Regions from separate parts of the Capsicum annuum genome. Here region 2 is linked to region 1. Evidence: chromatin contacts called from public Hi-C data. All regions are on one chromosome and are shown on one strand. The core of a region is the stretch at or near the end of the contact, and the rest is flanking DNA. Distances in the headings are between cores, read along the strand shown.

Region 1 (5,700 bases), core at 988-3,487:
TGAAATAAGTCGTGCACGCCAAATAACACAATGAGGCAACGAATGATTAAAATACAAAATAGAAGCAATAGTATGAAAACTTCGAGCTTTTCCCAAAGCAATAATATCAACATTTTGATCTTGAGGCAAAACTTGGAAATGTAGAAATGTTGGCTATTTAATTAGGAAATGTTAGAGCCAAAAAGTTATTATTTTGAAATCTTTGTTTGACTACGAAGAATATAAAGATTTATTAATTAAAAGTCTTTCTTCTTGTTCCAATTATTGTGTGCTTAAACTAATATATTTGCAAAATGGTGTTTTGTTTTTTATTGTTTACAGATGCAAGAATGCAGAATGATGAGTGTGAAGATTTTACCTGAGGTCAAAAATGTTGTTGATATTCTTCAAAAATGAATAGTTACTTCATGAGAGATAGATCTGATGGAATTCTTCTTAACTATGTTGGATCATGTCGATTTTTTTCATATATATATACTTTGATGTTTGAACAAAATAGCTAATGGTTTAGCTTGAATTCTATTTCTTTGTTAAAAGGGATCTCTTGAGACAAGTTTTTTTTTCGAGTTATATCATAGATGATGCTAAAACTACAATTGAATTATGCAATTCGCTGATGGTGTGTACATTTACCCTCCCTAGATCCACCTTGCTGATACAGTAATGTCGGTTAATGTTATGTTTTGGAGAAAAAGATCTAGCAATAAGAGCTAGCTTGGTATTTTTAACTATAGAAGTATGACTTCAAGAGCTCGAACCACAAAAAAGGCGGATTGTGAAGGTGTCAATACGATTGTTCTCGAAGCAAAAGATATATAATTAACTTTTCTAACTATAAATGATATTTTGAGAATAGAAATTCATAAATCGCGATTGTTCAATTTTTCTTTCCATTTTTTTTTTAAAATATTTGTACAACAATGACTAGACTAAGGTAAGCTTTTTGCGATGCAAGTAAAAATTACTATAACTTACGATAATTTTTTAATAGTTTCAAACATTAAAGTTTTTAACTTCCATTTGAAAAACTAATGTGATAACTCTTCTATTTGGATTTTTTATTATCTAAGTTAAGTTTCTTATATTCAAAAAGCATTTTTTTTGTTTATCTCAATAATTATAATCTCTGAATTATATGGAGAGGTATAAAGTGGGATATTTCAGGAATAAATTTGTGATATTCCGTAGATAAAATTTATATTATGTTTGGTTGAGGATATTAATTTATTCCGAGATTAATTTATACCATCAATCAAATATGATATAAAGCTAATACCAAATTTAATCTTAGATAATTAATCTTATCCCATCAAAGACTATTTTATTCCACCTTCCATATAATATAAAATAATTCAAAGATTAAAATCCTGAATAATTTAATTTATATACCAAACAACAATAACAATTAATTTAGTCTACTTACCAAACTATTCTTGAAATTTTCAAAATAATTTAATGTACGTACCAAATAAGAATAATAATTTCGTCTACTTATCAAACTATCCTTAATTTTTCAAAAATAATTACCAAGTAATAATAATAATAATTTAGTCTACTTATCAAAATATTTTTAAAATTTTAAAAATAATTTAACTACATACCAAATAACAATAATAATAATAATTTAATCTACTTATCAAATTATCCTTAAAATTTCAAAAATAATTTAATCCTGACACATCAAAAACAGTGAGACGAAGAAATCATAGATAACAAGGACAAAAAAATGATGATGACTTACCAACAGCAATCACAAATTATTGGTTCTCTTTAAAAACACCTAAATAAAGCCAAAAAAGGCTCTCTTTTAGTTGGAAAACTAATTATTTATTAATCATCTCAAAATTAACAATATAAATTCTGATAATTTAAAACTTAATTATAAAAAATCTCAATTTTAAATCTATCGAAATACCTTTTTTTCTTCGTAAAGATACATAATTAGCTCCCGATATTTTTTTTGCGATTTTATACCTGTCAAAATACATAATACATTCAACGAAGATACATTTTTTTCTTAATAAAGATACATAATTAACGTCTAATATATTTTTTAAATTTTAAATTTATCAAAATATGTAATTAATTTTCGATATATCCAAGAAAAATATATAATTAATTAAAATATTTATAATTACGTACTTTATAAAAATATGATAAACTAGTTATATTTATTTTATTTTTCCATTACTCCATCCTTAATATAAGAAAAAAATATAATCCCAAATAAAAAAATACAAAATAGATTATTACTATATAATTTTATCCCAATGGAACATAAAATAAATTTAACAGACTAAACAAAGCTTACAGCACGTCTTCGTCTCCTCCATACCTGTCGTTTACCCCTAAATCAATTGTACAGGTTCCAATTTTTCTTCCTTTTATCTTCGATTAATTAAGATTTTTCAGTAGTTTTACTTTAATAATTTTCCTAGTACAAGTTAGATGAACCTTGATAATGTTTAAGAGCTGTTTCTGCTTTGTTTTCATGTACTAATTTGAGTTAATCTGTGTAAAGACTTCAACTTTACTACAAGTTGTCCTAATTTGCTTTGCCTTTAGACTTATTTTTCCATTATTCAAGCTGAATTTCATGTTTAATGTTTCTTTTATAGGAATAGAATGAAGATAGTTATGTAGAGCTGGTTTGGCTTTTAGTACTAGTGCCTGTGATTCCAGAAATTCTAAGCTAGAATTGTTAGATTTTTTATGAGTGAAGGGTGAGAAACACATGTAAACTATCTCGGTTTATTCACGTGAGTTTCCTACCTGAGCTATTGTAAAAAAAATATGACTGAAGGGTGAGAAACACATCTAAAGTATCCCGGTTTATTGAGTTTCGTACCTGAACTATCAGGTATGTGAATTTGCTAACTGAACTATCATGGACTATTAATAAAAACACACTTCAACTATCAATTTTTTGAGTTTCAGGTAGGAAAAGTGAACAGTTTATAGTTGAGGTGTATTTTGATAAATAGTCCGTGATAGTTCATATACGAAACTCAAAAAATCGAAATACTTTAGGTGTGTTTTTGAATTGTGTTGTTCAAGCCAACTTGCGTGCACCTCGATTAAATCCATAAATCCCTCCCACCAGAACCAACAACAAGTGTCAGGTAACTCTGTCTACGAAAGCTAGAACGAATGAGAAGAAATCAGTTAGTGTTTTGTCTAGATTTATTGACTGATAGGTCACACCCTTAGGCACATCTCTTCGTTGGATTTTTAGAAGAAATTTTGTTCCTAGGTTGCTTTTTTTTATTTGGATTTGCACTGGAAAAAAAATCTAACTTCCATCTTTATTTAGTTGAATTTCTCGTGTGTGTTGCTTTTACCTGGATAGTAATGGGGGTTGACTTCACCTGCAAAGTGTAGCTGGTCCAAGCATGGCAGGATTGCACTAGGTCAGTAACTAGCGTAACAATGGTTAATGAATCGTCTGTTGACTTGTACAGCTGACCGCAACTGATTTGTGATTGTGAGGTAGTTAATTGATTGATCGCATCGGGATTATGCTCGATCATGTTTATTCATATTTGAGTACTAGTAATAGCTTTTAGGTTACTTTTGGGGAAATTTTATGGTACGACGTTGGTACTCTAGAAACTTTAGTTATGAAAGACAGAGGTTGAGGTAAAGCTCAAAACTTACCTTCTTATCGAAAATGGAATAGAACTCTAGATGTGGTATTGGCTCATTCCTAGTGGGAGGGGTAGAACATATAGCTGACATGGGTAAAATGACATAGCTTTAAAGCAATATGGGATGTGAAAGCAGTTAGTCAGCTTCGTTGGCATTGCTTTTCCTTGTGTGGTTCCTGATTTCAATGGGAAGTTGGTAGGTAGATCCACCTATTGGTCTTGCTTTTGCTTTTATATGCGGAGTTGCAAAGTTGAATCTTTTTCCTCTTTATCTTCTCATGATTTCCTTTTGCAATTGGATGTGATCTCTATTTATAAACTTCTTCCACCTCCTTCAACTCATCAAGGTACAATAAAAAAATTGATCCTTAATGCAAACGACTGAAAAAACTTTCGGGCTCATTGTATTGCTTCCAAGCAAGCCAATGCTTACAAGAAACAATTCTGTATTCCAAATCTGAGGCATGTCCATTATTTACTGATTCTTGATGGCTGCTATGGATTTCGGCCATGGCAGGTCATGTTACTCTTTTTATTACCGAAAAGTCTGTTTGGCCCAACCCTTAGAACCAACTACAACTTTTGATACTCGGGGATAATAGGTCCAGCCTTCTACCTTACTCTACTTAAATACCAGTCTTAGTTCACAATTCCCTCAACCCGTTGCCATTTGAACTAAGCCATGGGACTGCTACATTGTTTGAAAGGCACTTTTATATAGATGGTAAAATACCTCCGAACCAATTGTCAGAATCAAGATGCAACACCTTTTGTTCCCGAGACAGGGAAATCCTATGTTGCTTTCTGAACTATTTGTTGAGTCTCTTTAAAAGTATTCTCATTGTAATGCAGCAATGAAGGAACTTGTAAAACTTCTAGGAATGTTGATTGCCATGTATATGTTGTCTTCATTGTGCAGATTGCAGTTTATGACTTAGAAATGCTGATTTGACAATAACTCTGGTTGCAATTTATCCAGTTACCGGTTTGTGAGGATTTGCTGCCAATTATAAACTTCATTTGATATACCTCGAGCACTAGAATTTCTTAGAGATCATTTTCAATGTTAAGTATTTGGTGACAACTTTATTTAGAGACCAGAATTGTCTATCGATTGGGAGGTATTATTTTTTCTCTGAGGTATAACTTAAGCATTCTTAAGGTGATGTCATCTTTGCAAAACTAATCTCACCTTTTCTCTCTCCGCTTCATTCCTATTAGAACAGATCCATTTATAGATCGACTTGAAGAAAATTGAAAAGTTCTGCGTCAATGTTGAATTTATTTAGCCCCAGGAAGCTACCATGGATATCTGGTTCAGATGGTGAGAAAAAGGTACTACCTTTCTCTTGCTAATCATCTAACCATCTAACTTGGTATTGCCTAGTTAGTTGTTCTCAAGTTCATTTGTTATCTTTATGAAGTGAAGGAACACTGAGTTTGTCATGACTTTACAGGTAGTTTTAACTGCTGTAGAAGTAGAATCTCTTCGGTCAGAAATTGCTTCTTTGGAGGAAAGAGAAGCTCATTTAAAAGCTCAGTATGTTTTGATGCTCTCACTTTATTCCTTGTGCAACTCTTTTTTGGTGTTTCTTTAAACACAATTGTATTGGTGTGTTTGCCTCTTTGATGTGTTTGTACCTCGATTTATTGCCTGTGGCATTGAGAAAGGTTCCAAGAGCATAAAAGCTTCGCCAATGTAAACTAAACTCATGGGTTCACCAGCAAAAGCATAAAAGCTTCACCAAGTTTTATTTATTTATTTTCCTTCGGTGACTTGTCAAACATAGAGTCTTTCTACACATTCATAGAATGTGCAGAATGTGCTAAGGTGGACTATGACATGCTCGCATAATAAAACTGCCCTATACGCCCAAACTCTCTACATGTGAACTTGCTTCAGTCTCTGATTATGAAAATCCTCTGGTAAGAGGTCGCATCGTGACTGCTTCTTCACAACTGGGTAATAGAACCATCGGGGATAGTTGAGTGGATAAATAAGAGACGAAAACAGAAAGCAGGAAGTTCTTCTCATCTGCTTCCTTGAGAACAA
Region 2 (5,700 bases), core at 1,929-4,428, 660 kb before region 1:
ATAGAACTGCTTTCCAGATAAAGGTCCATGGATTGGAAGTTCTGTTGGTTTCATAATCTTCAGTGGTATTTTGGTGGGGCAATTCAATCTGAACACCAGAGAAGGGGTGTAATAGACTGATTTCACCATCGACTGCGATAAGCCATCCCATAGACTCCATACACCGTTTTCCACTGGCTTTAGGATTCCTCTTCATCAAAATCATGCCATTATAAAGACTGAAGAATTTTTTACAGGTGGTACCATCCTCTTCCTCTTCCTCATCATCTATCATCAGCCATGGAGCCCTAGGCAGATCACTGTTAAAATTATCCTTGATGGCTACAGAGTGCCAGGATTTGCAGACAGTGCCGATATTAAGAAAGTCTTCAATCAAATTTAAACGTCTAACTATTAGAACCAGCAGTTCATGTTGAAGGTAAGACCAATCAGGCATCTCTCCCAGTTTCGCCATTTTTCCGTATAAATCTGCAACAAATTTGGCAGGAATTTCACTTATTGGTGTAGTTACAGTTCTAAATTTCAAACATGAGAAGATGAAACAAGAAGAAGAACAAACATAGTCAATGTATCTGACACCAGAAAGGCCTGCAAAGTTACGTTCATAAAAGTGGTCAATAACATTCTTTAACATCTTATGATTACTAAATATCTTCTGAAATGTCAAACTCCAAATATGAAAAATAGAGGACATTGAGCATGCACTGTTAATCACAAATAGGGGGTTTTCTGTGAATGGCAGTGAATGCTAAGCACTAAAATCCGCCCAACATACTGGAATTTAGTCTTCCACTTGGCACAAGAAAAACATTATTCTCCTAAAATTTGTATTTGGCCCGAATACAAGTAAGACGGTCCTTTGTTCACTTTACCAATCATATAAACAAGTGAGAGGTCAATGCTAAGTAGTAGAACAGTTCATAAAGAAGACAATCCCTAACAAAGACAAAGAATTTTAAAATTTTACCAGTACCCATTCTAGTGCCTACAACGCCTGGAAGCCTTTATTACCATACCTATCAGTCACTGAAACCACTATGGGGTTTATGTTGGCTTAATACGATGAAGACAGACGAAAGTAAATGGCCATCTACTACCAACACAAGAAAACGACTGACTACAAGACCAGTTATACCGATTTGGAGAAAAAGCAATAGTAAGTAAAAGTGTAAAACAGTTAGATATATTGTCACTGGAAAAGACAGGTGAAATCAAGAATAGTGGACATCAAGAGCAAACATGGACATTACAATCCTTAATCCAGTTTGAATGGATCAGTAATATGAACATCCAAGTATGATACAACTAGAAAGGCCATTCATTACCTGGATGCCTGCTCCTTTTCGTTTCACTCAAAGTTAAAACCATTTACAACTGGTACTCATCCTAACTTAAGCAGCAGACTGCGCTTTAAATGGACTTCAAGCTTTGAACTTTCCGCTGCCAATGTAATCAGATGGAACCATTCATGATATCTCACTTATACAGGATATATCTCTCTTTTCAGATTTTGCCAGACTTCAAGGCCTTTAGGATGAGGACTTACATAAACCTTCATGAATAATTTCTCTGAGGAAGCTATGATAGTGCTCAAAGCCAATGTTGCGTCCACTTTTCCTTGATCTCTGAGCCAATTATACATTGAAAGCCTAAGCCTGATTCTTGGAATTGTGTAGTTGAGGTAAGATGGAAATGAAATTAAAGTAGACACTGGAAAACCCAATCTATTCAATAGAAAATCAATCTTTGCCTCAAGTACCTCTTTCCTTTGGTTGAGTATTTGCGGATATATTTTCAGCACTGAAGCAACATGCTTTCGATCCAAACCAGCATTTACCAGACAATCAAACCTCTCTTGGAGCTCCACCCCTTTTCCTCGAAATACTTTGAGAGCTTTCTTCATTTCGCTCGAGTTCTCAGCAAAACCCAAGTCCGAAAGGAACTTAGTTTTCATCATTTTGGATCTTAGCTCCTCCTCGGCTACTGGTAATCTTTCAACTTTGGCTCCACGAACCAAATTCCTCAAAAATTCCGGATTCTCCTTGATCACACTACAAAGCCGCTTCTTCCCCGTATGCAGGATAGTTAGCAAGCTTGTAGTTTTCTTCAAAACACATGAGCCTAGCAATGTAGGGTGTGAATGAAGGATATTTCTTATCTCTAGGGCAGGCATCTCAATTTCAATCAAGAACTGGTAGCATTGCCTCGTGTTGAAAATAAATGCCGCTATTGGAATTTGTGGTAAGTGTAGAAATACATCAAGTAATTCGGTCTTCTCAAAACCAAATTTCAAGCAGAATCCAATTAGCGAAAATGTAGGACGTCCAGAACAATCAAACAGAAGACCAGGAACTTGAAAAATTAACTTCCCTAATCGTTCATCAGTCAACCCCAACCCATTCAAGAAACACATGAGCTCGAATAACTGGCTCCAATTGATAGGCTTTCCATTCAATTGCTCCTCAATCCACCTGTATTCAACTCCCATCCTCTTTAACTTCCCAACAACTCTCAAAAACTCCACGTGTACATTCCCAAGCAAAAGATGTGGATTTGCACTAACAAGCTTAACCACATTAGACTGATCTAGCCCAAACCCGCGAAAAGAAGCAAGTTTCAATTCGACAACTCCAGGATCATACCTAAAAACTTGCGGAGCTTCAGCAAAGATCCTTCCTATCTTATTTCTTGAAATACCATAATTACACAACACGCGATAACTATCCAACAACCTCTGATCATCACTCAAATACATCACATCTCTAGGGAGAAACGACGCGTACTGACAAAGTTTCAGACCAATGCTCTCAAAGAATGGTTCGAATTCATTAATCGGATGGTATCTCAAATATCGAGTCACACAACGCCGAATATCATCAGCTTCCCTATCCACTATTCTTTCTAATAACTTGTCAAGAAATAAGGGTGAGTTTTTACTCATATGTTCAGCATCCACAAACTCCAAACTTCTAGTGGAATGCAAGTACTCTAGCAAAGCAGTTTGTGCTTCTTTCCTCACTGCACTAGGCATATCACATTCTTTTTCTTCTACTAATTTGGCTTTAGCAGTATTTTTAGTTGCATAAAACCTAACTTTTCTAAAATTGTTAAATAAATAATCTGAAGAACCCCATTTGAGAATTAATGGAGTTGTCAGTTTCTGCAAATTGTTCTTCATGGATAATAAATAATTTCAAGAAATATACTATGTTTCTTGGTATAATAATAATTTCAAGAAATGCCTTACCTTGAAGACTATTGAGTGTGGGAGTTGATTTTGAATTCTGACAAATTGTGACAACCTAGTATGAAGACCAGACCAGAGTTGCCAATGTACACAACTTCAGCAACAGCTGTGGGTTTTAGGACTGGTAAGCTATGTCTTACTGATTGACCCGTCAATATGGGTCAGCCCGACCCGGTCCATGACTTGATAGGATTGGACTTAGATTTTTAAGGCCCATTTAAGAATACAGCTTCTTAGGAGAAAAATGAGTCAAAAGACCTCCCAAGTTTCCAATTAAGAAAAGGGGATAAGTGAGTCCCGCAAGTTTATTAAAAATAAAAAAATAAGTCTTTTGAACAATTGAGATAGTTGTTGAACAACTTCTCACATTTGTCGAACAACTATGCCTAGTTGTTCAACAACCAGGTGCCGTTGTCGAACAACTATGCCTAGTTGTTCAACAACTGCGCCTAGTTGTTGAACAACTTCGCAAAGTTGTCGAACAACTACCAAAGTTGTTCTACAACTGGGACAAGTTGTTTGGACGAAAAAACTTTAAAAAAAAAATTAAGAAAAAGTTGTCCATCCCACCTAATTTAAAAATCTTGGAGGACTCCCAATTAATCGGACAACTTGGGAGTCCTTTTTAATCCAAAGTCCCGCTTTTTAGCCTGGTTCGGATAGGTCCACTGGCTTGTGAGACTTAAGCAATATGGGTTGGATTGGCCCGTGGAACAATAAAAAAGTACTACCTCCGTCCCATTCCAAGCATGGAGTTTAAGAAATAAGTGATGACTTTGTAAAGTTTGCAAAATTGTTGCTTTTAAAGTTATTTTAATATTTACTTTTTTGTTGATTTTTCTTAATAAGTGGGACCCACTGATGATAAAATGAGAATGATGTCATTAAATAGCTATCAAATAAGAATTACTGACATTCTTTTTGGGATGGATCAAAAAAGAAATGGTGACATATAAATTGGGATGCAGAGAGTAATTAAAAATAAGAAAAAATAATATAAACATACACCTTAACTTATTAGATTTACACAAATTTCCACCCTTACAAAGTAATTGCAAAAATCTCAACTAATTATGTATCTTCTTTTGAATGTATCGAGAGCTAATTATGTGTCTCGACAGATCCAAAATCTGAATTTTCAATAATTATATAAAATGTTAGAATTTTCTATAATCAAGCTCCAAACTATCGAAATTTATACCCTTAAAAATAAAATAAAGTATAGTAGTAAAACTAAGAAGAAGAGTGCAAACTCAAAATATACTTAAACTAAATAATCAAAATATAAAATTCAAATTTGCGTATATAGTATCATCTTCAAATCCCACTTATTAAATTATGGTATTGAATATGACATTATCGTTATTATTATATGATATTTATTTATTACGACATAATAATATTGTACATAGATTAAATTATTTTGTGAATTAAATTTATTGTTCCGGTAGTTTGAAGTTTAATTACTAAAAATTTTAATATTTTACATAATTACTGCAAATCCCAATTTTGGATTTGGCGAAATACATCGAATGAAGATACATTTTTTTCGTTGTAAAGATACATAATTAACTCCCGATATTTTTTTTTTTATTTTGAATCTGTCGAGATACATACTACATCCAACGAAGATACATAATTAGCTCCCAATATATCTTTTTCAATTTTGAGTCTGTTGAGATACATAATTAGCTCCCGATACATCCAACAAAGATACATAACTAGTTGAAATTTTTGTAGTTAAGTTATAAGGGTAGAAATTTGTACAAATATATGTTATCTTTATTTATTGCACCAACTTTTAAAATCGAAAAATTACAATAACAAGAGAAACGAAAAATAATTGGAAACATGTAACAAAAATAGTGTTAAGATTTGAATTGGTGTAACTATTCATTGCGAATATTTACCCCTCAAATATTCCACGGCGACTTGTTTCTTACCACCAACACAAGTACCGAATAATTTTACGTACTCACAAAAATGAGAATCAAATATCTTTACCCGTCCAGACTCGAGTAGATGAGAAGAAATCACATATCCGTAAATTTTAACACAATATACAACAATCTTCTCATATTTAATTTCCTTCTTGATTTGCATTACTTGTGAAGTGTCATGGATTACACCTTGAATCTTTTTGTGCAAAAAAACATCAAAGCATCTAGAGTTTCAAGATAAAACATTACGCGCGCAGCAGTAAGACCTCTCGCCTCGCCTATCTGCAACAAGTAAAGCCGTATGGGACATGAATGAATGCGGACTTATGAGTAACTTACACTTTCCTAAAACGTCCTGCGATTCATCACCATAAGATGAGTAGGATTTCCAACTAGTCTTGTGGTTCATCGCCTTCCACTTTGTGGGAATATACTGGGTATGTTGTTGCTGCTCGTGATTTATTGCCACAAGCAGACACAACCGTGTACCTGGAAGGAGGTTTCCAGGTCTAG

What was found. Hi-C and Micro-C count contacts between places; a contact is called where the count stands out from the background.
Region 2: a contact with region 1 is called in a Hi-C map of leaf, with 6 times the contacts expected there. The contact joins the promoter of LOC107855330 here to the promoter of LOC107855297 in region 1. A contact is called at or near these places in 2 of 5 Hi-C or Micro-C datasets (both in leaf).

What each region holds. Positions count from the first base shown.
Region 1 is chr1:1,680,830-1,686,529 of UCD10Xv1.1, reverse strand. LOC107855297 reads left to right here and starts at 2,237. Exons shown (of 8, transcript XM_016700288.2): 1 at 2,237-2,365; 2 at 4,567-4,768; 3 at 4,874-4,982; 4 at 5,105-5,187. The coding sequence starts at 4,920.
Region 2 is chr1:2,340,842-2,346,541 of UCD10Xv1.1, reverse strand. LOC107855330 (transcription termination factor MTEF18, mitochondrial) reads right to left here and starts at 3,178. Exons shown (of 1, transcript XM_016700334.2): 1 at 1,481-3,178. The coding sequence starts at 3,178. The coding sequence ends at 1,481. It overlaps LOC107855332 (putative F-box protein At1g65770), which reads right to left and starts at 3,485. Exons shown (of 2, transcript XM_016700338.2): 1 at 3,248-3,485; 2 at 1-468. The coding sequence starts at 454.